7 separate regions of the Mus musculus genome follow, and all the other regions are linked to region 6. The links are chromatin contacts, called in public HiChIP or PLAC-seq, capture Hi-C and promoter capture Hi-C maps. All regions are on one chromosome and are shown on one strand. The core of a region is the stretch at or near the end of the contact, and the rest is flanking DNA. Distances in the headings are between cores, read along the strand shown.

Region 1 (3,179 bases), core at 197-2,696, 2.0 Mb before region 6:
CATTTTGCCAATCAAATGTGTATAAATTAATGTCTAATTTTGGATATAATTCTATTTTCCTAGTAGCAGGAAAGGTGGAGCATGTGTACTTGTGTGCGTGTGCATGTGTGTGTGTACATATCTGCACACATATGTGGGTGGGTATATGTACATATGTAGAGGTTGAATGTCAACTATGGGTGTTGTTCCTAAGGAGCTGTTAACTTGTTTGTTTTGTTTTTTGACACAGGGTCTCACTGGCTTAGAGCTCCACAGTGGTTGAGGCTGGTTGGCCGGTGAGCCCTCAGAATCCGCTTGCCTGTCTCCAAGAACAGGAATTATAGGCATACACTGCTGCACCTGAACTTTTTAAATGGATTCTGGTGATCCCATGAGTACGTGGCAAGCATTCCACTGAGAGCCACCAGAAAGGGGCCTCTCTGATGGCCTGTGTGGCCAGGCAGGAATGCCCTGCCTGCTCTGTATCCTAACGCTCCTCACAGCACCTCTTGACCCCAAGCTTTAGCAACCTGTAACCAATGGAACACTCGGGGGGATTCCAGCTGCCAGCCGCCATCTCTGCAGTGTTGAAGGGACATCAGGAGACATTTGATCAGAGGGCTACTGGGCTCCCACAACTCTTGAGTTTCCTAGGTTTTCTTGTTTTCTTGTTTGGGGATATTTTCTTACAACTTACTCCCATCTCACTTTCAGTCCTAAAGAATATATTAGTAAATGAATTGAAAATTCTATTCTATTATTTAAATTTATTATTGCATTCATATAGGGGATACCACAGGACAACTCTGTGGAATTGGTTCTCCCCTACCTAGGTTCTAAGCATTAACTCATCTTGCTGGCCTGAGTAAACAAAATTTGCTGTTGTTTTGGATCTAGACTTCCACTTTGGTCCCATCTTATACTTTCAGTTCCATCCTGCTTTGCTACTTCAAAAATGTTTAGCAAGATTATATCACTGAGCACGTTAGCTAAGGGCATAATTCAATGTCCAGGCCAGTTCATTTCCGATAGTTTCCCTTAGAATTGATGACGTGTCATGTTGCTCTGTGTGTGACACATTACTCACTAAAAACGGTGGAAATTGCTAAGATCTCAACTTCTGGCCCCCAGAAAGGAGTGACCCATATCACTTCATTGGTCAGGATCCTCTAGAATCCGCAGCGGGCCTTCTATCCCCACCAGATCTGATACTAAGGCAGTTTACCACGTTCCCGTAATTTCTCTTTTCGGGAGGGATCCTTTTTCTCTAAAGGTTTAGGGTCTATGGACTTGGTTGACCTGCCTCCCAGAATACCCTGCTCTGCAGGTTTCTAAATGGAAAAGGACAGCCTCCAAGTTTCCACACTAGGAGAGTCTGTGCAGATCCAGGCCCCAGGACAAAAGGGCCAGCAAACCCGGCACCAGCCTGGGAAGCCGAGAGCGCAGCACTGCGGCAGCTGCTTCTGCGCAGGCGCGGAGGGCAGCGGTCAGTTCCAGAGGCCTGAGGCCCGAGGGTCCATGGCCCTGGAAGACGGTCTGGTCAGCAGAAGCATCACTCGACCTCCTTCGGGTCCCCAAGCCCTCCCCGAATCCACCAGCCCATCCTCTCGAAGTTTCTTTCTGGCCTTGTCGCCCACCTCCAGCATAAGAGGCGGTAAGCGCACGCGCACCGAAGCTATCCCAAGCCAGACCTGCGACTTGATGCCTTCCGGCCTCCGTACCGCAGCAGCGTCTCCATGGCGACCTGGTAAACCGCGCAGCTCGCTGGTTTGTTAGGTGGTGCCTGAGCCTCTCGGAGGCGGGGCAGCCGACGTGTCAGGGCGGAGTCGCAGGTGGGCGGGGAAGAGCAACGGGGCTGGAGGGTGGGATAGCTGTTACGTCAGTCACCGCTAGCCGGCTGCACTGGATGGGACCCGGCCACCAGGTTGTGGGGCGGGGTCACAGTCTGGCGGGCGGGAGTAGACGCTGGGTTGGGTTGAGGAGACCGCCACAGACTCACAGAGCAGTGAGTCTGGTCTGCTGGGGGTCCTGTGAACGTCAGCCTTTGATGGCGCGGTGGTGGGAGAGAACTATGACTAGATCCCCTACCCTTTTACAGTGGCCGCACCTGGGAAGATGGGATTGAGGTCCAAAAGTCGAGTTCCCCTACCAGCCCAGTCTGGAAACAGCATCACTAGTCCCCTGCCTCCCTCTTGTCCACACATTTTCCTTACAATGTAATTTGATGGAGGCAGAATCTTTCCTCCTAATTCCAAGGTGTAGAAAAAAAATACAATAAGCCGTAGACTATGCAAAGGCTTGGAGACCTTAGGGAGACCCATTACCCAGCTTGGGGGGGGGGGTGGCATATCTCCTGCCAACGCAGACCTAGGTTCCCCATGAATTGTACACCTTTAAGACCAGCTCCTTAACTGAAAAGTCACCCGCTCCTTAAAGGAGAGTGAAACTAGGAAAGTGTGCCAGCATTTGGCAGATCTTTCAGCCATCCTCTTTGCTTGGATGGTTTTGCAAGTAATACCCTGGCTAAGCAACAGGATTATTGAACTAAGATGCAAGATTGTCATTGCCCAGGTTTTTCCCTAGTGCCCACCTAGATACCTCTTTGGTCTGGTCTGGGCCAGTGTGGGAGGCAGGGGTTGGCTTCCTGACTTCAGAGTCTTGGATACAAGAAGCAGAGGAATTTCCAGGGTGGAAATAGGAAACTGTCTTATCTCTTCCCATCTTACAGGTGTTTTGCAAACTTGAAAAGTCCCCCGGTGTTTTCATCCTGGATGCTTGTTTCCACTGGTATCTTCCAGTTAGACTGTAGTCAGGTGGCTGTTTGCTTGTCATCTAAGCACTTTGGAGGTGCATACAGGAAGATCAGGAGTTAGAAGTTCACCACAGTGAGTTGGAGGCCAGCCCAGACTACTTGAGCCCCCCTTCTCGAATCATAATTGTCATTCTCTTCTTCAAACTTTGTGGTACAGCGTGAGGAGCAAAGAATATAACCAGTACCTCCTTATGTCCCAGCATTTACAAGTTTAAAGCTAAATTCATAGTACTGTTGCTTTTTCAGCAACTCGAGTCCATCCCCCCTCCCCCCACCCCCCCACCCCCGTGTGACTTCTGGTTGCTAAGACACACACACCACCCCCACCCCCCTTGTTTCCAGGTGACTCCATACCAAGAAGGATGAGCAGTGGCCACTGGAGCGCATC
Region 2 (3,291 bases), core at 54-2,553, 1.2 Mb before region 6:
AGACCACCACAGTCCCAGAAGCAAGATGGCAGACTGGTACTCCTTTTGACTTCACTGATCTCTGTAAAACTAGGGCTACTAGGGACTTACTTGCCATCTTTTTAGGATGTTCCTTTTTCTTGTCTTGACTACATTGGCCAAGAATTCTACACTCAGACGAACTTTGAATATCGTTTTCTTAGTCTTAATCTTGAGGGGAAGAGTTGATACTTTGTCACCCTTTGTTAATAGATAGAAAGATTCCTTTTTGTAGTGTGTGTGAACTAAGATTCCAATTTAGCAGCCGCTGATCGCTATCAAATCTAGCACCCAAATGGCCTCCCTAGCTAGATGAGTCAACTAGATACAACATGTATCCATCCATCTTCCAAAGCCCCCAGCCAGAGCAGAATGGAGAGGATGGGTCTACAATTTGCATAGATAAACAACACATTCTGGTGCACTAGCCATACAAGGTGCCAGAGTTTTGTGTTTCTGGAGCTTTTCACAGGCTGTTTATGAGTAGTAACTAATGGGCGAAGCACAAATATAAAAACAAAAACAAACGAGCTGACTCCTCCCATCTGCCCTCTTCACTCGATCTTATTACATTGTACCTTGATTAAATGCTTTTTAAAAATGATTTATTTGGGCCTGGAAAGATGGCTCAGCAGGTAAGAGAGTGCTCTCACCGAAGGTCCTGAGTTCAAATCCCAGCAACCACATGGTGGCTCACAACCACCCGTAATGAGATTTGACGCCCTCTTCTGGTGTGTTTGAAGTCAGCTACAGTGTACTTAGGTATAATAACAAATAAGCCTTATTTTAAAAAGATGTATGTATGTATGTATGTATGTACTTAATATGAGTACATCGCTGTCTTTTGACACACCAGAAGAGGGCATCAGATCCTATTACAGATGGTTGTGAAACACCAGGTGGTTGCTGGGAATTGAACTTAGGACCTCTGGAAGAGCAGTCAGTGCTCTTAACCACTGAGCCATCTCTCTAGCCCTAAATGGTTTTTTGGGTTTTTTTTTTTAGTAAAAAAATTTTTACACGTTCTGTTTTGTGTAGCAGGGCAAAAAAACTCCGTTCTCAGGTCCTGGGTCCCTAAGGAAAGGACTAGAAAGGGGATGGGCTAGAATAAGCAAGGCACAGGCCAAGAGGAACTAGGTAGGCGAGGGGGCGGGGCGGCTAGACGATGGGAGGGTCGCAACGACCAGGTTCAGACGCAGAGGGCGGTGCGGGGTCCTTAGAGCGTGTGTGGGCGGCTCTGGAGGAGCCCTCCTCTCTGGTGAGGCCACGCCTTGGAGTGCACGCACCTCTACCTGGCTCAGGGATGCTGCTTCGTCCCCGGAGGTTGCCCGCTTTTTCTCCGCCGTCGCCAGCTAGCCCCGACGCTGAGCTGCGGTCGGCCGGGGATGTCCCGGTGACTACGTCTGATGCCTTCGCTACTTCGGGCGGGATGGCTGAACCCGGCTCGCCCAAGGCTCCCGTGTCCCCGGACTCGGCGCAGCGCACGCCCTGGAGTGCCCGAGAGACGGAGCTACTTCTGGGCACGCTGCTGCAGCCGGCCATGTGGCGCTCACTACTGCTGGACCGCAGGCAGACTCTGCCTACTTACCGCCGCGTGTCCGCCGCACTGGCCCGTCAGCAAGTTCGGCGCACGCCCGCTCAGTGCCGCCGTCGCTACAAGTTCCTCAAGGACAAACTCCGAGACTCCCAGGGCCAGCCGTCCGGACCCTTCGATAACCAGATCCGCCAACTCATGGGGCTATTGGGGGACGATGGGCCGCCGAGGGTTCGCCGCCGCTCTACTGGCCCTGGACGTCCCCAGCGCCGCGGCCGCTCGTCCCTCTCCGCGTTAGCACCCGCACCTGCACCGGTGGAGCAAGGTAGGAGCAGCCATGTGGGCAAGAAGGGTCTGGGTCTCCTGGGGAGGGGCGGAGCCCTGAGTTGGGATTCCGTACGTTCCGCGCGTTTCTCTCGTAGAGGCCGAGCTGCCGCTGGCTGCGGAAAATGACGAACCTGCCCCTGCGCTCAGATTCAGTTCTTCCACGACGAAGTCTGCAGGTGCCCACCGCATTACCAGCTCTCCTCCTCTTACGAGCACCGACACTCTGCCTCCTGAGCCGGGCCATACCTTCGAATCCTCCCCGACGCCAACCCCCGACCACGACGTGGAGACCCCGAATGAGCCTCCTGGCCTTTCCCAGGGCCGTGCTTCTTCCCCGCAGGTTGCTCCCCAGTCGTTGAATACCGCGTTGCTGCAGACCTTGACGCACTTGGGCGACATCTCAACAGTTCTGGGCCCTCTGCGCGACCAGCTGTCGACCCTGAACCAGCACGTGGAGCATCTACGAGGTTCCTTCGACCAAACCGTTTCTCTGGCGGTGGGGTTCATTCTGGGCAGTGCAGCCTCCGAGCGGGGCATCCTTGGGGACTTGCGCCAATAAAGCTTTGTTATCAGTCCTCTTCTCCAGAAACGACTCCCAGTCTACCCCGACCCCTGTTACTGTCCCCATCCCCATCTCAAACCTAGGTTCTTACCAAAATAAAGATTGTGTTTTCTACTTAATCCTGTGAATGAATTCGGACTCCAGGTCGCGGTAAGAATGGAACCCTAAGGGTAGAGGCTAAAAGACACAGCCCCTCGCCCCACAGTTGTGCATCTTTTCGGTGAAGATTTGGCGGAGTGGTACACAGTTGTTACCTGATGTTTGGGGCACCTGATGTGCGGAACCCCTCCACTGGTCAGCAGTGATTGAAACCCAGGGGCTGGCTGGATAAGGTACGTGGATGGCGGGTAGGCTAAGAAGTAGAAGGGCCTCTCTCAAGGCATTATGCTATTGAGTAAAGTAAAACATCCCTAAAGTTCTCGCCTATCCTGAGTAAAACTCAGTTTGAATACTCTGGGCCGTGTGAACCGGAATAGTCGGGGAGAACTTGGAAGACTTCCTCGGAGGTGTCAGATTTATAGAGAGAGGCTGGGGCCTGGGTATCAACCACTCCAACGGACTTAGCAAAGCCCAGCTGCCCAACTAGAACTTTCAAAGCTGAAATTCCAAGGTCCTCAGGGACTAGAGAGTCAGAGTGGGGGAGGGCTTAGGTGCAGGTAGAGGAAAGGAAGCTGCTGCCGGCACTTCACTAGCATAACAATGACGGCTCATCCTGAGGCTCCAATTTACAAATTCTGGGCCCATCCGGCCCTTACTGCTAACCCAAAGACTAAGTCTTGGCTAAGGGAAGTCCTGAGGAGTTTATCCAGATGGTCCCAAGGTCACAATTCCCCTTCTGAAGACTTGGAAT
Region 3 (3,190 bases), core at 247-2,746, 1.9 Mb after region 6:
CTGTAATTAAATCTTGAAACAGTCATTTAATAAAGGAGGAAAAAAATCAGGCATGCTAATGGGACTGCCAGACCTCTTCCTGTGCTAGCGGTGTCAGAGACCTGGCTCATCAGCTCTGAACTTTGCCAGGCACAGGGTGAGCAGGTCCAATAGAGGCTGTGGAACACAGTGGGTGGGGAGGGCTGGGACCCTGGGAGCACTCCATATGGGTCCTCCCTCATTTGTACCTCCTTATACTGGGAGCTCAATGCTGACTTTACGCCAGCCTTGACCTCATTTCCACTCATCTGTTGGACATGACAGGTCAGGCTGAGTCGGGTAGGAGGAGCCACCTAAGCAGGGAAATTCAGCACAGAATGATGGAGATAAGCTGCAAGAACACCCTCCTTTTCAGGGACAAGACAGTAAAGGTTAGCCCATTACCCCATCCATCTCAAGAAAAGATTCCACGGAGCTGGGTGGCTCTGGCTTGTGTCTCAATAAGTAAAAGGCAAGATGGCAGTTCACTTACCCCTGTGAACTGAGGATCAGGCTAAGCAACCTCCCGGACGCCAGGGGCAACCACCACTGTCTCTTTCCCTTTGTCTCCTGTCTGCGCCCCTCCCCCAGGCTGCTGGCATAGTTAATTGGCCACTAGAGGAGAGACGCCCTAGCCAAGATTCATGGCCCAGCTTCTAGCAGCCTCCCAGTAGGCTTATTTGTCGGTGAACCCCAAGCTTGTACTAGGACATTCTAGGTCTCCGCCACCTCTACCTCCCACGCCTATGCAACCTGTTCCGTGCTTGGTTGGTTTCTGGTCTGAGGAGCCCTTTATATCCTATGTTATGAGGTCCATGGGCACCAGGCCAAAGCTGTTGGAGGCCTGCTGCACAGCTTCAGAAACATAGGAAAGGAGAGGCGCATGCAGCAGCCCCATGGTGTCTCAGACTCTGATCCCTAAGGATACAAGAAAACAGCCCCACGCCTGGAGGAGGATTATGTGTGGCCTTGACTAGTAGGGGCGGCGTCCTGCAACTAAAGTGTCCGTTCCTGCGTCAGGAAGCACAGACAGGCAGAGCCCAGGATAGCGGCTTCGAATCTCTGAAGCCCCAACCAACCCACCCCAGGGACCACTACGTCTCTTCATGCCAAGAGCCAACCAGGACCTTGGCCCCGCCTCACTCCAGAAAGCCAACAAAGCACAAGACCCACACCACTTCCGCCCAGGGCCGGAAATGTCTAGGAAACTGGTTGGCGCTCACAGTGCGTGGTGACGCACTTCCTCCTTGTGTCGGACCCGGCCGGGACGGCTTCCGACAGGCGAAGCTGCAGGCCTCAACCCTTTGCGATTGGCAGTTAGCCCTGGAGTATTGTGGGAACCGTGGCTCCGCCTTTTCCTTTTTCGTCATTTCTGGGTGGGTTTCCGTGTGCGCTCCGGGTTGGCACGCTTGTTAAGGTTACAAGTCCCGGCTGACATTAGGCGGGAACCCATTGCCTTCTGGGAGTTGTAGTTTCTCGGGCGCTGAAGCCACGAAAATCTGATCGCCCGAGACTCGGTTTCCCAGGAACCCGAGCGAGACTGGACAGGACCGAATCCCGGGGAACTGGCGGGACGCTGCGAGAAAGGCGGCAGGGTATTGAGGCGTGTACGGACGCTGGAACGGTGAGCACTGGCCTCCCTAAGGCCGCGGCCAGGGCATTCCCGTGCCTGTTTCTGCCAGCCCTTCGTCCGGACCCGGGTGGCGCTTGTACCTAGAGAGGCTGCGCTTTACTGAGAGCCCGTGATGGGACAAGCAGCTGATGGAGATCTCCTGTCACCAGCATCTCCCAGTGCTCATCTATTGTATGTCCACACTGTTATGATCTCATGGTTGACTCTCTCCTTAACCCCACCTAACCTGCAGCTCCTGTATCTGTGCGCGCTAGGATACCCTTTAACCACCCAGCTTCGCGAGGCCTCCCGTCCGGCTGTGAGTAGAGGCACTTGACACATAGTGGAGGTGAAAGACGGGAGCCTGGGAGGACGGGGAGGGATGAGGCCTTAAATACACCCCTCACGGCGGAACTGGGACTGCTTCGCTACAGGTGGGACGGGTGTCAGGTCGTATGGCGGAGACAGAGGCTGGCCTGGAGGCTGATGAACCCACCGAGGATGACACCCTGCCTTCTGACACCGTCTCCCTCAGCGACTCGGACTCGGACCTTAGCTTACCTAGTGGTGTGGAGGTCCAAGTGTTGTCCCCAGAGAGGCTTTCGGAGGAGGGCCAGGAGGACTCCGGCCCTGAGGACCCTCCATCGCCCCCCACGGGCACCCTCACCACTGCAGTGCAGCCATTCCACCTCCGAGGCATGAGTTCTACCTTCTCCCAGCGCAGCCACAGCATCTTTGATTGTCTGGAGAGTGCAGCCCGGCAGGCACCGTGCTCTGCTCCCCAAACCAGTGTGAGTGACAATGGCAGCTTCAGGCGGCCCGTGACTCCCCCAAGTCAGACTCCAGCAAGGGGCCTGAGCAGAGTGCATGGGAACACTGGCCCGACTAGGGTACTCCCAGTCCCTGACTATGTGTCACACCCTGAGCGTTGGACCAAATACAGTCTGGAGGATGTGTCTGAAGCCAGTGAGCAGAGCAATCGTGATGCTGCCCTGGCCTTCCTGAGCTCTCGAAGCCAGGTGTCCCACACAGACTATGTGCCTTCTTTCAACCAGGACCCCTCTAGCTGTGGGGAGGGAAGAGTGGTCTTCACCAAACCAGTGAGGGACAGTGAGGCTAGGGCTGAGAGGAAGAGGGTCCTAAAGAAGGGGGTTGGGTCAGGTGCGGGGGGTGAGGCCGCTGTGGAGCTAGCCCATCTCGCTGGACCTGAGGCTGAGGAATGGAGTGGCCACCAGGGACAGCCAGAGGTGGTGGTACCTTCAGAAGCTGCCCATCCTGAGTCCTCATCAGGCCCCATAGGTGTGAAGGCTGTTGGTTTCCATGGCAGCAAGAAGCGGAGCAGAGACCACTTCCGGAACAGGGACGGTAACCCTGGGGGGCCGGGGTCTGAGAGAGGACCCTCAGTTTGACTGCAGTGCTATCACTCTACCCCTCACCTGCTAGTCCAAGTGGGAAGGTGTGGGCTGTCTGTGGTAGGGGGATGTGTGCAGCCGCTCTGGCAGAGACTGTGGGAATTGTGGGTCAGGGGACCTCGAAGGCCTTTGTGCCCCAGTGTTTAGG
Region 4 (3,256 bases), core at 58-2,557, 1.3 Mb before region 6:
GGCTCCTGTTTCTCCATACACTTACCCACACTCGTGTTTAATTTGGAGAACTTTTCCAGCCCCTGGCATAGGGGGGATACTGCAAGTAGAAACAGAAGCACTAAGCGCACATCTTTCTCCGTGGAAACCCTTCCTTGACATCAGGTGGACAAAGCGTTCTTATGTAACCCTTCTTTTCCACAGAGCCTGTCCCTGAAGGACCTTCTGTCTAAGCTAGGCCGGCCCTTCAGGGAGTACGAGCTGTGGGCACTGTGCCTCTCCTGCCTTAGCACTCTGCAGACACACAAGGAGCACCCAGGTGATGGGTCACCCTGCTCTCCTTGAGCCCTGAGCCCAAAAGCTGGGGAGGGAGAAAAGGGAGTGGGAGAATGGCTGCTGTGACACTGCAACCTCTTAGCCTGGAGTCTGGAGAATGTGAAGGGCCCAACCTACTTCACCCAGCCATTTCCAGGGGCAGAGCAATATGGACCATGTCCCCACCCATCCTCCCGTTTATTCTTAATTCGATGAGGGTGATATACCCTAACAGTGTTCCTAGGCAACTGTTGGCTAGAATGGCCAGCCCTCCAGTGTCTGTCCAGTCTTGACAGGTTTTTCTGGGGTCTCTGTGTGGTCTGGAATCCCCTGATGCTGGCAAGGGAGCTGCCCACACACGGCTGCATACTTGATCCGCTCTGTTGCAGCTCACCTGTGCCTGGACAACGTGTTGGTGGCCGAGGACGGGACAGTGTTCTTCGGACCGCCCCCTGCCAATGGTACACAAGGGTCACTCTCGGGGGCAGAGAACCAGAGCGGGTTCCCCAAGGAAGGAAGAATAACCAAACTGTGGTTGCCTTTCTAGGCGCCTACAACTCACTCTTCTTGGCTCCCGAAGTGTCAGAAGAGAAGCTGGTGACAGAGAAGGTAACCAACCACATCACCTCTCTCGCTCCATCCTCACCCTCTGCCCAGTGGATCGCGGGGCCAGATGGCCTAAACGTGGCACCCATCTTACTCGCGGGGCTACTGTAGCTGCGTTCACTGATGTCTTCTGAGTCATGGGCGTGCCCTGGGACGCTGGGCGGGACGAGCTCCAGTCCGAGGGCGTAGACCCGCCGCCACTAACAAGCTAATATAATAGGCTCTTATAAATTTTAAATTAAATGAACTAAATTACACTCAGAACCTAATGCAGCCCCCACCCTGGGAATCAGGTCAGCTGATCCTCCAGGCTTTGGCTTATCTGGTACTCGACAAGGCAGGGACCAGGTCTTGGGAGGGAATGGGCGGAGCAATATAGAAGGCGGGGCCATGGGGGGCGGGTGGGAGGAGTGAAGGAGCAGGGTGATACCAGACAGGGCCGAGCAAACCAAGGTTTTTTCAGTCTCCTATGCTGGACCCTGCTACTAAAGAAGTGGCACCTGGAAAACTCCGCAAAGGTAAAGGGAGCCTCCCCGGGGTCAGGCTTACTAGCCAGAGGGCCAGGAAGGAGCAAGTGACTTCAGCTGGCCTGCCTGCTCCTTTTGCTTGCACAATGTGTCTGGGGTCCATTGGCCAGCCTAGACCTGAGACCCTGAGAGCAACAGAGGTGTGCTGGCCTTGGCTGCCCATGCTGAGGAGTCACCCACGACGGTGCGGGGAAGCTAGGACTATAGACATGTGGACAAGGAAAAGAAATGAGATCAAAATTTGAACAGGCCCGAGAAGCTTGCCCTAGAAAACCAAGCATTCATGGCATCAGAATTCTAGAAGGAAAGAAAACTGTGGGCGAGGCAGAAGAGTAATCAGTGAGTGAGTAATGAATGAAAAATATCCAATTGTGTCAAAACACATAAGCCTACCACTCAAGAAACGGAAAAGAAGGGGATTAACCTAAAGAAACCAACGCTATGTTGTAGTGAAACCCCTCGGAAAGCTGAAGGTCAAAAGAGAAACAGTTTATCTATGTTCGGGGTAAACGGTTCAAATGGCAACTGAGTTCCTACCTGATGACCTTAAAAGTGGAAACCTTTTACCTAGAGTCCTCTGTTCCGCAAAACCCCTATGTGTCAAGAAGCTCTCAGAAGGAAAAACAAAAAGAACTAAAAATGTATCACAGACAAGAGTAGTTAGTGCCGTGGGTTCTAAAGAGCCAAAAGAAAGACTGGGCTTGCAAAATGGTTGATTCAGTGGCTAAAGCGCTTGCCGAGTAAAGCCCGGCAGTTAAGTCTGGATCCAAGCCCTAGAGTGAAGGGGTTCCGTAGAGAAATCTCGCACCACAGATTTCACACACACACCATCCACACGCAATAATAATATGGTTTTGGAGCCGTGTGTGTGTGTGTGTGTGTGTGTGTGTGTGTGTGTGTGTAGTATAAAGACTGAGCTGGAGAGATGGCTTGGTGGCTCAGAGCAAGTAGAGTTTTATTTGTAGCAGCCACAGCAGGTAGCTTCTCCGGTAACAGCTCCGGGGTATCAGATAACAGCTTCATTTGTTTATAAATGTCTGTGGAGGAAATACTTAATCAAAAGTGGGAGAGGCGAGCTGGATGCAGACTTGGAGGACGTTGACAATGATCCACTGTGCAAACAAGCCACTAGGAAGCAGTCTGATAGACAAAGGGATGCCCTAGAAACAGGGCAGGTGAAGCAGACGGAACGGGGAGCCAGAGAAGCAGGAAAAGAGAAAGCACGCAAAGCAGAGATGGCAGAGGGAGGGGCGTTTGCAAGCACCAGGACGGCAGGAGACACCACAAGCAGCGTCCTCACGTGCTTGGCTGAGATGGACACAAACTCCACAGCTCAGCCAACGTGAAGGAGATTGCTGTGATGGCCCAGAGCTACCAAGGGACTTGGGCTTAGAATCTGAAGACTCTTGTGCAGTGGCTCGCAACCTTCCTCATGCTGAGACCCTTTAATACAGTTCCTCACGTTGTGGTGACTTCCAACCACACATTATTTTCATTGCTACTTCATAACTGTAATTTTGCTACTGTTATGAATCATAATGTAAATTTTAGAGATGGGGTTTGCCGAAGAGGTCTTAGCCCACAGGCAAAAAAAGAAAGAAAGGAAGGAAGGAAGAAGGAAGGAAGGAAGGAAGGAAGGAAGGAAGAAAGAAAGAAAGAAAGAAAGAAAGAAAGAAAGAAAGAAAGAAAGAAAGAAAGAAAGAAAGAAAGCACATAAAATTTAACAAACAACTTGTCAGGACAGATGGCTCAGAGGTTGAGAGTACTGACTGCTCTTCCAGAGGTTCTGAGTTCAATTCCCAGGAGATGATTCACCTCCATTTATAGTG
Region 5 (3,129 bases), core at 268-2,767, 1.2 Mb after region 6:
TTCCCCTAACCATCCAAGAGGCTTCAACACCAACTCCTCATGCTCTCCCTAGCCATCCCTGCACACAATCTGGCAACTCTCACCCAAGAAACCTACATGCCCTACCACCACAGACTCAAGGCCCTTATATGCTCCCTGCAGCCCTGATGCAGACAACTAAATAGGGGACGCCACCATTAGATAGCAGAGGGAGAGGGGTCCCTGCCCTGCCCTCCAGGTCACCTCTCCACCACCACCCCACCCCCCACCCCCAGTTTGCTCCTGTTCCCAAGGAGAGCTGATCTGTAATCACTTGTTGAAACTTCTCTGCCCAGGGATTTGTAGCCAAGGTCACAGCTGACCTTTCCTGGCATGCACAGTGCATGCTCTGAGAGACATAGGAGTCTTGCCTAAGAGTAGTGGGCTGGAAGAGGCAGGCTTCTGGCCTGGGGCTTAGGGGAGGCACACACCCTGCAAAGGTCAGGAAACATGCCAACAAGCCTAAGAGTGTGGCTTTGTTTCTGGTGCCTAGTCTCAGGGATCCTGGAGTCCACAACACCTCTTCCCAGAGAAGAGAAGCCTGAGGGCAGGGCAGGCAAGCCCAGGGCAGGATCAAGCCTAGGCCACTCCCTACAATGGCTCCACTGAGGCTACCCACCCACAGCTTGCAGCCTACAGACTGGGCTCCTTCCCACCCAACCCTGGTGCCCAGCCGGCAGAGCCAGCTCTACTCCCGCAGCCTACGGCCTCAGCCACCTGCCACGACCAGGGACTCACAGAGTGGGAAAACACACGGGCTACCACCAAGACCTCATCTAGCACAAAGGCCAAGTCCACGGGCCTGAGAAGGGCCTGGTCCCCAGTGGGGTAGACCTCAGCTCCAAGGTATTTGAACTGGGCCACTCCATACCTTCTCTCTCTGGGACTTGTGCAACTCAGGAGGGAGGAGGAGAGATTCACCACCCAGGACAGGGGGGATCATCTTTGAGTAAACTTCTAGGGCTATGCACCAGTGCACAGCTGTCAAACAGGGTCCCTTAAAAGGAAAGGCCTGAGGAAGTTCAGGGGGGCAAGGGCCTACTAGGTTTTCCAACTTCCACAGCTGGGTTCAACAGAATCCTATCCATGGGGCAGCACTTCTCCTCAGAAGCGGCCGCCCCGCTACACACACACACACACACACACACACACACACACACACACACACAGAGGCGAGGTTGGAGTCAGACCCACTTGTGGCCACCCTACTGTACCCTCCTGTTCGACCATAGGAGTCATAGGAGTGGAGAGGGGCCCAGGAGACCCCTGCCTTTTGAGTGTCTCGCCCCATAGTCTGTGGGACCCTGAGGAAGGCTGCGCTGGGTGCACAGGTGCATTCCAGCACGGCCGGAGCACGCGGCACTCCAGGTGACGAGCCCCGCATCTCCGGACCCAGAGCGGGTCCTCACCTGATAATCGCGAAGGAGGACGAAGCCAGGAGGCCGAGAATGAGCAGCAAGACGCCGGGAGTCTTCATGGTCGCGGCGGCCCGAAGAGAGCAAAGCTTAAAGCCAGAGGTCGCCGGCTTATAGGCAGGATGACGCCGCAGTCCCGCGGAGTCAGCTGACCCGCTTGTTTGGCCCTCAACGGGTCACGTGAGACGCGGGCGAGGGGCGGGGCGACCCGAACCCGCCTCCAACACTGCCCGGGCGCAGGCGTGCCCTACTCCAGGCCTACGCACGGCTCTCGGGAACGCGCCCGCCCACTTTCCTGGGACCGGAGAATGACTGGATACAGGTCACGTGGGGGAAGGAAGACCAGGCAGGCCCGGAAGCATCCAGAGGGGCGGATCCTGCCCTCAGCTCCGCCCCTCCCTTAATCTGTCTTTTTTGCATAATTGGGGTGCCCACTACCAGGATGTGGTCTTTGTCTGATTGGGCCCTGACCCTCTCCTGGATGCCAGCTTAAACCTAAGCCTTTTCTCTTTCAGCTCTGTTCCTCCTTGAGAATTTCCCTGGAGCCTCTCTGGACTCTTGGACCAGCAAACTTCACCCTCTTCAAAGCTCCACTACCTACTCATCTCCCCAGAGCAACACCCTTTTTATTTAAGCTGGAACACCTAACATGCACATTCCATAATGTAGCAATGTTGATTGCAGGCCTAGTCCTGGACTATGCATCTATTGATACAAGGGGTAGGGTGTACAGTGAGATGAGACCAGGGTTGCAATCGCCACTTGGGTCTTAACTACTTCACTCTTTAATGCCCTGCTTGGTGTCAGCAAATGAATTGGGTGCTGTTTGAGAGAGGCAGAGTCCAGCTCTCCATCATGGAGAGCTGAGCCCAGAAAGGCATTTAAGGGGAATGTCCTCTCTGAGAGGTGGTGTCCATACAAGGACAGGAACGCAGAGGAGCCTTGCCAGGGTCTGATCCCGGGAGCGCTTTTGGACATGTTCTACCTGTATTGAGGAGGTGGATGCCTCTAAGTCCACTCTACACATGGACACATGAGCTGTTCTGGTTCCCCAGGTTCAAAGCTACAATTCCCATCAAGTTACATCAAGTTGGGCACTTGACCTCTGCCAAGGCTCTCCACTCAGGGTCAGTGTTAATAGCTACACGTGGGTCACCACAGCCTGGATCCTGCCTCCACAGTCAGCACTCCACACATTGCTTAAAGCTTGGGTGTGAGGGCGAGAGCTGCCCTAAGATCTTGGAATCTGACCCTCTACTCCTTTGAATCTAAGACTATTCTTTGGTAGCCCAAGAGACAGGGTCTGGCCCTGGAGTTGCCATTTGCTTCCTAGAGTTGCTATCTAGAGATGATTGCTGGACCATGGGTGGGCAATGGGAAAGGTCCTCTGGGGCACCATGCTGGCTCTCCCAGCCCTGCCATAAATAGTGTTGCAGGGTGCTCAGGTGCCAATAGAGACATCCATTAGATGTGTGTCGGCATGACTGGAGGCAGGACATAGCGGTCAGCTGTGCTCATGTGTGGCTCATATAAGCCACAGGGTAAGAGACTGATGGGGACCTCCAGGGGCTCTCTGCAGTCCATTTTCTGCAAAGAATTCTAGCTGCCTCTGTCCCTGGGTTTCCCCATATAGTCTGTGTGAGTGAATACCTAGATGCACCCAGTCCTGTAGCTGCTACCCCACTGGACCTGGAAA
Region 6 (3,236 bases), core at 330-2,829:
TCTAGGGACTCAGGCCAGGACCAACTTCTCACAATCCTCAGCCAGCTCAGGCCCAGCCTGCAAAGGATCCAGGCAGTGTATCACACTAGGAAAGCTGGGACAAACAGGTTACAGGCTCTGACAACCTGAATAAGCATGACAGGCACTGGCTGTGGAAGGATGTATCTGAGGCCTAGAGACAAATACCCATGTCTCCACATTCCTAAGCAACTATCTGTCAAGCAAGCTAGCCTGGACAGCATGTGGGTATCCTGGAAGGCTTGAAAGAAGAGATCAGTGCTGTGCTCCTAGCACTGAAGGGAGAGCGGTACTAGGTTCTGTTTAAGAGAAACAGAAGTCACTTCAGCTGCTCTCTATAACAGTTACCGAAACTGGCAAACAGCTCTGTGTGAAGTTACAGTGCCTGGCACAACATGGCTTTACTAACGGGGTCTTCCCCTTCCTTCCCAGGGCTAGGAGGATACCCCCTTAATGCTAACCAGGAGCACTTTACACATATTGACACAAGGGCTAGTGACAGGGAAAACTGAGGCAACGGCAGAGATAACTCACTGTGGACATATAGCCAGGGCATGGAGAAACCAGTTAGCCCCACCCACAACTCGCCAGGGAGTAAAACCAGCACTGCCTGGATCAGATGTGTCATCCAAAGCCAGTCATCACTAGGGCACTGCCACTGGGGTGGGGTAGCTACAGTACTTCTAGTCACAGGTGCAACCCACACCTGCTCTCTTATGCACTACAGACTACAGGGTCCTAGAGTATCTACCTTTGAGGAAAGCACAGGACTGGACTTTATGGGAGGCAGGGTGCCAGCCAGTCCTGACGATCATCTGAGGTCAGGGGCAAGGGATGTGAAAGAACCCAGGCAGCTGGTTCTTCTCCCACACTCCTCCCCCTGTTTGGCCTTGGGACCAGGCAGGAGGTCCCACCAGCCTGGCTTAGAAGCATGATTCAGGCCTCTGCTTTGATGTGATTGGATATTGCTAACTAGCTGCTCCTAGCTGTTGGGTTAATCCTAGGATCTGAAGACACCCTCTTTGGGCCTTAAAGTGAGCGAGCGAACAGGTCGCTGGCGACGGAGCTATGAGGTCAGCCTTCAAGCACCAAGCAAGGCTCCTCTGAGGCACAAATGTGTCACCCTAAGGGAGGAACAGGCCTCAGAGACTCGCCGGGCCCGTGATCCCGCCCCCGCCCAATTTTTTGATCCCTCAAACCTTCTGGTCCAGCCGCTCTGCCACGTATTAAGAGGGCCAGGAAGGGACCCGAAAAAAACTCTCAAAGGCAGCCGGGCGCCCCGGAACATGGCCCTTGCTCACCTGGTGCCGCTGCAAGAGGTCCCAGACGATCCGTTTTCTTCCGCCCAGGGCGGGGCGTAGAGACTTTCGCCGCTTCTCTTTCTCTGGCCCCAACTAGCCTTTCACTTTGCCTACTGGAGACCGCCCACTAGGTCTGTCCCTCCCACATGCAGGCTGCACTTTGGGAACAGAACTTGACAAACCTGAGTCACTTCTTTGAGCCTGACTAAAAATACGTAAAATGATCCACAGCTGCCACGAAATGGGTGTGACTGTGATGAGAGCTTCTGGTATGAACACACCCATCTCTCCTACAGGCCGACCAGGTTTTCATGGCTAGAACAGTGTTCATTATGAACAGCCTTTCTCCCTGGGGATAGGGCTTGGGATGTCGAGAGCCTCTGATGCATGGGGCTCTCAAGCATTTCGTCACTAAGCATTTCTGATATTTGTCTTAAATATCGTTTATATATGAATGCTTCATCTGCATATATATCTGTGCATCGTGCCCAGGAAGGCCAGAAGAGGGTATCAGATTCTTGGGGAATGGCCACCATTCAGGTGTTGGGAACTACACCTGGGTGCTCTGGAAGAGCAGTGTCCTAAGCCATCCCTCCAGCCCATGTTTAAACTTTGTAACATACTCCCAAGTTATAGGATTTGCTTTTGGTTTCTGTATTTTTGAAATAAGGTCTTGATGTGTAGCCCAGGAGGGCCTTGAACATGCAGATTTGCTTCCTGAGTGCTGGGATTCTAGCACTGTGGAAAAAGTCAGCATTGAGAGTTTGTCACTCAGGAGCCCTGCTCTCTTGCACAAATGGCCACACACACCCTTGCCAAGGAACTGGCATCCATCCACCTAAGTGTTTGTTAAACACTTGTCATTTGCCAGATGCTGTTCTGAGTCCCTCCGGGAACTTTAATAATACAAGTAAAGGAGAGTCTAGCAGGCCAGCATAGGAAATCAGGAATTGTGTTCCCTAAAAGACCTGGGACAGGGAGCCCTGAAGGGAGAGAAGGAGGCAAAGAGACAGGCAAGAAAAGAGGCTGGAACTCAGCTTCATAAACCCTGTGCAGTGGCCACTACAGACAGAGCTTAATCTTCATCGCTGCAGAGCCATCCTCATGGAACCAATACCAACAACTGACCTGTGAAGTTGGGGATCAGTTCTTTGGGGAAAGATTAAAGCCTGCCCAATTAGAAGGAAAACTTTGGCCAGCCAGCCTTTATTTGTTGCTGCCATGAAGGAGAATTCCTGAAAAGAAGCTGTATCTACAGAGACTGGCTGATTAGAGTTTCAGTGCTGTGGAGAAATTGGGCTGGTGCAGTTCCAGAGGCTGCCTTATCCTGGGCTAGTTCTACCCCTCTAGAACAGCTCTTCCTTGCCTACCTGTGTTGCAACTAATATCTTGTGATCAGGCTGGCCTACAACTCACAGAGATGTGGCTTCCTCTTCCCCCTGACTGCTGGTAGGAAAGGCAAGTGTCACCACACCCAGCATCCTTTTGGAATCCTTTAGCAGACCAGTAGCTTCCACTAACCAAAAGCCAAGAATGTCATCAGTTGGCATCTTGGACTTACAGAAAAGCTTCCTTCCTCTTGTTGTACCAATCTCTCTGATGTACCCTTCAATGTACTTAAACTTGCCTTGTTTACTACTATTTTCTTCTGTAAAACTACAAAACGTCATGAAACTACCTCCATGGGAACACAGAATCTGGAGTAACCTAAATCTGTGTTCTCAGGCCATGGTCACTAACAATGACTCCAGAATAAACTATCTCTTATTCCTTTTAAGGTGAGAGCTGTAGTTGTTTTCATGGATACTGAGTACCCACAGACAAATGGCAGGGGCTACCAACTTAGGAGCCTGGGTTCAGGCAAGCCATGTGGCTGGCAGGTACAATGAGTTTCTAGCACCATACCAGGACCTCAGA
Region 7 (3,147 bases), core at 87-2,586, 1.8 Mb before region 6:
ATACAAACTAAATACAAAATTAAAGAATGAACCCACCAGAAGAACTGTCGTTGCAAACAGGGTTCTAGTATGTCTGTAGTACTGTTTCTTTGGATGCCTCCTCGCAGGCTACAGCGCAGCAGCCCCACTGGACAGGGCTTTCTGGAGGCCTAGACTAGCAAGGGTTACCCAGCTCACTATATGTTCCCTACCAGCCCCGTCCCACCTCCAGGAACAACTGACTCTATCTCAGAGAAATTTCTTGATTCCTTCTACATGTAGGACTGATTCTGTTCTTCTAACTAGCATACCTCCCTGCCCCCCACCTCCAGCTCTCTCTGGTGGCTAAAATTCCCGGACTGACCACATCCCCCACCTTGGGAACTGTCCTTGGGTGTGGCATGGGGGCCACAGCTGGCTATCCAAACACCTAATCTGAACTTTTTCTTTTTTAGGTGGGAGGGGCGGGGTATGGTCTCAAGCTAGTTTAGGTTGCTATGAGTTCAGGTTGGCCTCGAACTCATAGCAATCCTGCCACAACTTCCGAGTACTGGGATTACAGGAGTACATCAATACGCTTGCTTCTTAAAAGGATTTATTAGTTTTCTGTTTTTGGATGCCAACAGCTTTCTGTTTTGTAAGCAAAGTCCTATATAAGGAACTGGGTGGACGTGTTAGGAAATTGCAAAATCCCATACACTTGATCTGCAGACCCACTCTTTGCAGACCCAGAGCTGGGACTGGAGGAGGCTCCTCCTTAATTCTCCGTGGCCCTGCTCCCTCCCACGGTCCGCCTACGTCAGACTCCCCGTACCGGCGAGGGCCTGGACCCAGGCTGAAGACCGGTTCCACATCGGGGGGGGGGGATGGGGGGCCAGGACAGAGGTTCCAAGGATCTCCAGGGCTCCCAACAAGAAGGCGGGCTGTAGTCGTCCAAACTCGCGGCTCCTTTAAGAAGCGCTTTGGTAACAGGGTCGTGACGTCATGGGAGTGGAGGGTGGAATATGCGCGTAACCGCGGCAGGGCGGGGCAAAGCCAGGGGAGGACTCAGGGGCCTGACTGACAGGAATGCCCCATATGCCCGCCTCTCCCCTCCTCCATCTGGTGTTGGCTCCGCCCCACCCTAGGCTTAGCTCCTGTGAGCAGGCCCGCCCCTGCACAAACCCCACCCCCAGCCTGACTCAGGCTCGAGAACCCGCCCTTCCAGTGGACCCGGAGCCAGGGAGCCTAAGACCCAAGTCTGTAGATTGTGTGCAGGCCCCGCCCCATAGGGAGGCCCCACCCCCGGCGCGACCGACAGCCCCGCCTTCTAGGGTCCCACCTCCTGTGGGGCGGGACTTGTCCCAGCCGGAGTCGGCGGCGGCGGCTGCGGGAACTTTCCCGGCGGGTCTAATGGCTGCGCGCGGGCCGCTGTGAGGCGCGGCGGCGAGCGGGCGCGGGGCCGCGGAGCAGCGAAGAGCCGCGACCGCGAGGCTGGAGCCCCGGCCAGGCCCGGTCCGACCCGCCAAGCCCGCGATGCGCCCCTGTGCTGTCCCCCGGCGCAGCTGACGCCCCGCGGCCCCGCGAGACCCCAGCCCTACCGGCCCCGCAGGAAGCGGCCGCCGCCACCCAGTCCAGAGCCCGCTCCGCCCGGGCACCATGGCGGGGAAGGCGGCCGCCCCCGGCACCGCGGTCCTGCTGGTCACGGCCAACGTGGGCTCGCTCTTCGACGACGTAAGTGCCGCGCCGTCGGCTAGGGAGGGGCGGTTACGGGCTAGGAGTCTCCCAGCCCGGGACCCTGACATCCCCATTTTCAGTTGGAGACCCTAAATTCCGGCCCCTACAGCGTCTTCTATAGCCGCGGACTCCGGGCCAGTTGTCTTTGGGACGTGTGACTCTGATGCCCCCTACCCACAGCTGGAGACTCCGACCAGGATTTTCCCAAGCCCCAGACAGACCCTGACCCCATAGCAGGGGGGTACCCTAGGCCAGGAAACTTCCAGCTACACACTCGGGACCTTAACACCGCTTTTCTGGTACCCGAGGCCAAACTCGAAGACTCAGTTTTTGAACCCCTGTCTTAACCCATACTACAGGAACCCAGACTCAGTCCAGATCCTTGAATCCTGATGCTGGTTCCTTGCTTTGCTCCCAAGACAGCAAATCCCTATCTTTTTCCTGCCTTGGAACTCCAGAGCCACAAGTACTGACCTGGAATTTTGACCCAGAATCCTGATACTTGGATGTCCTGGCTTCCAAACCCAAGCATACGCTGACCCCAGGTTTTCTGATTCACCCCCTGGCCCCCAGTCTCTGACTCTGATCCCCCAAGTCTGATTTCTGGTTCCAGAAACCCAGCTTTCAAAAATTTTGGTCCTGTTCCTCTCAACCCATACCACACTGACCCTGAACTCTGAGTCTCTACCCTAAAACCTCAGATCCTACACCTACTCTTGGCCCCAGAGTGAGGTCCCTGCCTCTAATTCTACACCCCATCTCCCATCCCCGAACCTTCCTCCCAATAGACCTCAGTCCCAAACCTTGAGCTCCATCATCTGAGTCCTGGTACCTATATCCCATCCCTTGGTCTTGTCTTCTGAGGGGCCTGAGGCGTGAGGCACCTCATTTTGCCATGTAACTTGCAATAGCACTAGTTCTCAAATGAGGTAGCTCTCTTCAAGCCTTGGGGGACTTTATATTCCTGTTTACTAAATGAGAAGGTGCTGAAAAGCTCTTCAAGGCCAAAAATGATGCCAAAGGCCTTTATCTTGTAGAACGGCTTCTCCAGTCCCACCCTGGAACCCTGGGCTTTCTTCTCCTCTGGGAGGCAGAAGGGAGCTGAGGCCTGGGGCACTGGGAGCTCCCTGGAGCAGGCTGGGGCTGACCTAGTTCAGCATTGCAGCCATGGTGCCACCCCGCTGTTGGTACTTAAACTGCCAACCCAAATAAAGCAGGATGCGGCTCCAAGTGGCATGCTTGTTGAAGAAGAAAGGGTAATGCCACAGATGAAACCTTGGAGCCACTGACTCCCCTTCCTCCCTCTCCACCCACCCCCTTACCTAGGTGAACAGTCGGGATGGTGCCAGGGCTTGGATACAGGCCTGATGTAGATTTCAGGCGAGGGTCCTGTTTCCTTCCTGGCAGAGAGCATGGGAGAAGAGTCTCACAGAGCTGGGTTCACAGTCAGCG

Evidence for each region. Promoter capture Hi-C pulls out the DNA fragments that hold promoters and counts their contacts. HiChIP or PLAC-seq counts read pairs in DNA pulled down with a chosen protein or histone mark. Capture Hi-C pulls out chosen DNA fragments and counts their contacts.
Region 1: a contact with region 6 is called in an H3K27ac HiChIP or PLAC-seq map of embryonic stem cells, with 4 times the contacts expected there. The contact joins the promoter of Lrrc27 here to the promoter of Rnh1 in region 6. A contact is called at or near these places in 1 of 39 promoter capture datasets (pre-B cells) and 1 of 115 datasets of contacts at active chromatin or transcription factors (embryonic stem cells).
Region 2: a promoter capture Hi-C map of embryonic stem cells shows a contact between it and region 6, with 2.9 times the contacts expected there. The contact joins the promoter of Utf1 here to the promoter of Rnh1 in region 6. A contact is called at or near these places in 7 of 39 promoter capture datasets (cranial neural crest, embryonic stem cells, frontonasal cranial neural crest and 3 more) and 3 of 115 datasets of contacts at active chromatin or transcription factors (astrocytes and embryonic stem cells).
Region 3: an H3K27ac HiChIP or PLAC-seq map of microglia shows a contact between it and region 6, with 5 times the contacts expected there. The contact joins the promoter of Tssc4 here to the promoter of Rnh1 in region 6. A contact is called at or near these places in 2 of 39 promoter capture datasets (the C10 cell line and pre-B cells) and 1 of 115 datasets of contacts at active chromatin or transcription factors (microglia).
Region 4: a promoter capture Hi-C map of embryonic stem cells shows a contact between it and region 6, with 3 times the contacts expected there. The contact joins the enhancer-like site here to the promoter of Rnh1 in region 6. A contact is called at or near these places in 6 of 39 promoter capture datasets (embryonic stem cells, hippocampal neurons, pre-B cells and 1 more), 2 of 115 datasets of contacts at active chromatin or transcription factors (astrocytes and pancreatic cancer cells) and 1 of 9 other capture datasets (embryonic stem cells).
Region 5: a contact with region 6 is called in a capture Hi-C map of macrophages, with 4 times the contacts expected there. The contact joins the promoter of Ctsd here to the promoter of Rnh1 in region 6. A contact is called at or near these places in 2 of 39 promoter capture datasets (erythroid cells and fetal liver), 1 of 115 datasets of contacts at active chromatin or transcription factors (bone marrow-derived dendritic cells) and 1 of 9 other capture datasets (macrophages).
Region 7: a promoter capture Hi-C map of pre-B cells shows a contact between it and region 6. The contact joins the promoter of Inpp5a here to the promoter of Rnh1 in region 6. A contact is called at or near these places in 3 of 39 promoter capture datasets (the 3T3-L1 cell line, hippocampal neurons and pre-B cells) and 1 of 115 datasets of contacts at active chromatin or transcription factors (pancreatic cancer cells).

The regions. Positions count from the first base shown.
Region 1 is chr7:139,211,542-139,214,720 of GRCm38.p6, forward strand. It overlaps Lrrc27 (leucine rich repeat containing 27), which reads left to right and starts at 1,447. Exons shown (of 11, transcript NM_027164.1): 1 at 1,447-1,726; 2 at 3,134-3,179. It also overlaps a transcript of Stk32c not described here.
Region 2 is chr7:139,942,553-139,945,843 of GRCm38.p6, forward strand. Utf1 (undifferentiated embryonic cell transcription factor 1) reads left to right here and starts at 1,304. Exons shown (of 2, transcript NM_009482.2): 1 at 1,304-1,877; 2 at 1,975-2,560. The coding sequence starts at 1,322. The coding sequence ends at 2,438.
Region 3 is chr7:143,067,872-143,071,061 of GRCm38.p6, forward strand. It overlaps Tssc4 (tumor-suppressing subchromosomal transferable fragment 4), which reads left to right and starts at 1,497. Exons shown (of 3, transcript NM_020285.2): 1 at 1,497-1,642; 2 at 1,884-1,979; 3 at 2,065-3,190. The coding sequence starts at 2,086. The coding sequence ends at 3,039. Cd81 (CD81 antigen) reads left to right here. Exons shown (of 8, transcript NM_133655.2): 8 at 1-59.
Region 4 is chr7:139,913,299-139,916,554 of GRCm38.p6, forward strand. It overlaps Kndc1 (kinase non-catalytic C-lobe domain (KIND) containing 1), which reads left to right. Exons shown (of 31, transcript NM_177261.4): 7 at 184-298; 8 at 684-755; 9 at 842-903. Among named protein-coding and RNA genes, the nearest start is that of Kndc1, 20 kb to the left of the region's middle. Within about 2 kb of position 1,308, at least 41 of the 459 cell types and tissues checked have an H3K27ac peak or open chromatin away from gene starts, as enhancers often do. A contact at or near this core is called in embryonic stem cells, where this site is marked.
Region 5 is chr7:142,386,310-142,389,438 of GRCm38.p6, forward strand. It overlaps Ctsd (cathepsin D), which reads right to left and starts at 1,518. Exons shown (of 9, transcript NM_009983.3): 1 at 1,428-1,518. The coding sequence starts at 1,495.
Region 6 is chr7:141,167,357-141,170,592 of GRCm38.p6, forward strand. Rnh1 (ribonuclease/angiogenin inhibitor 1) reads right to left here and starts at 1,580. Exons shown (of 10, transcript NM_145135.3): 1 at 1,320-1,580.
Region 7 is chr7:139,387,773-139,390,919 of GRCm38.p6, forward strand. Inpp5a (inositol polyphosphate-5-phosphatase A) reads left to right here and starts at 1,337. Exons shown (of 16, transcript NM_001127363.1): 1 at 1,337-1,692. The coding sequence starts at 1,618. Gm46004 (a long non-coding RNA gene) reads right to left here and starts at 1,375. Exons shown (of 2, transcript XR_001778314.2): 1 at 794-1,375.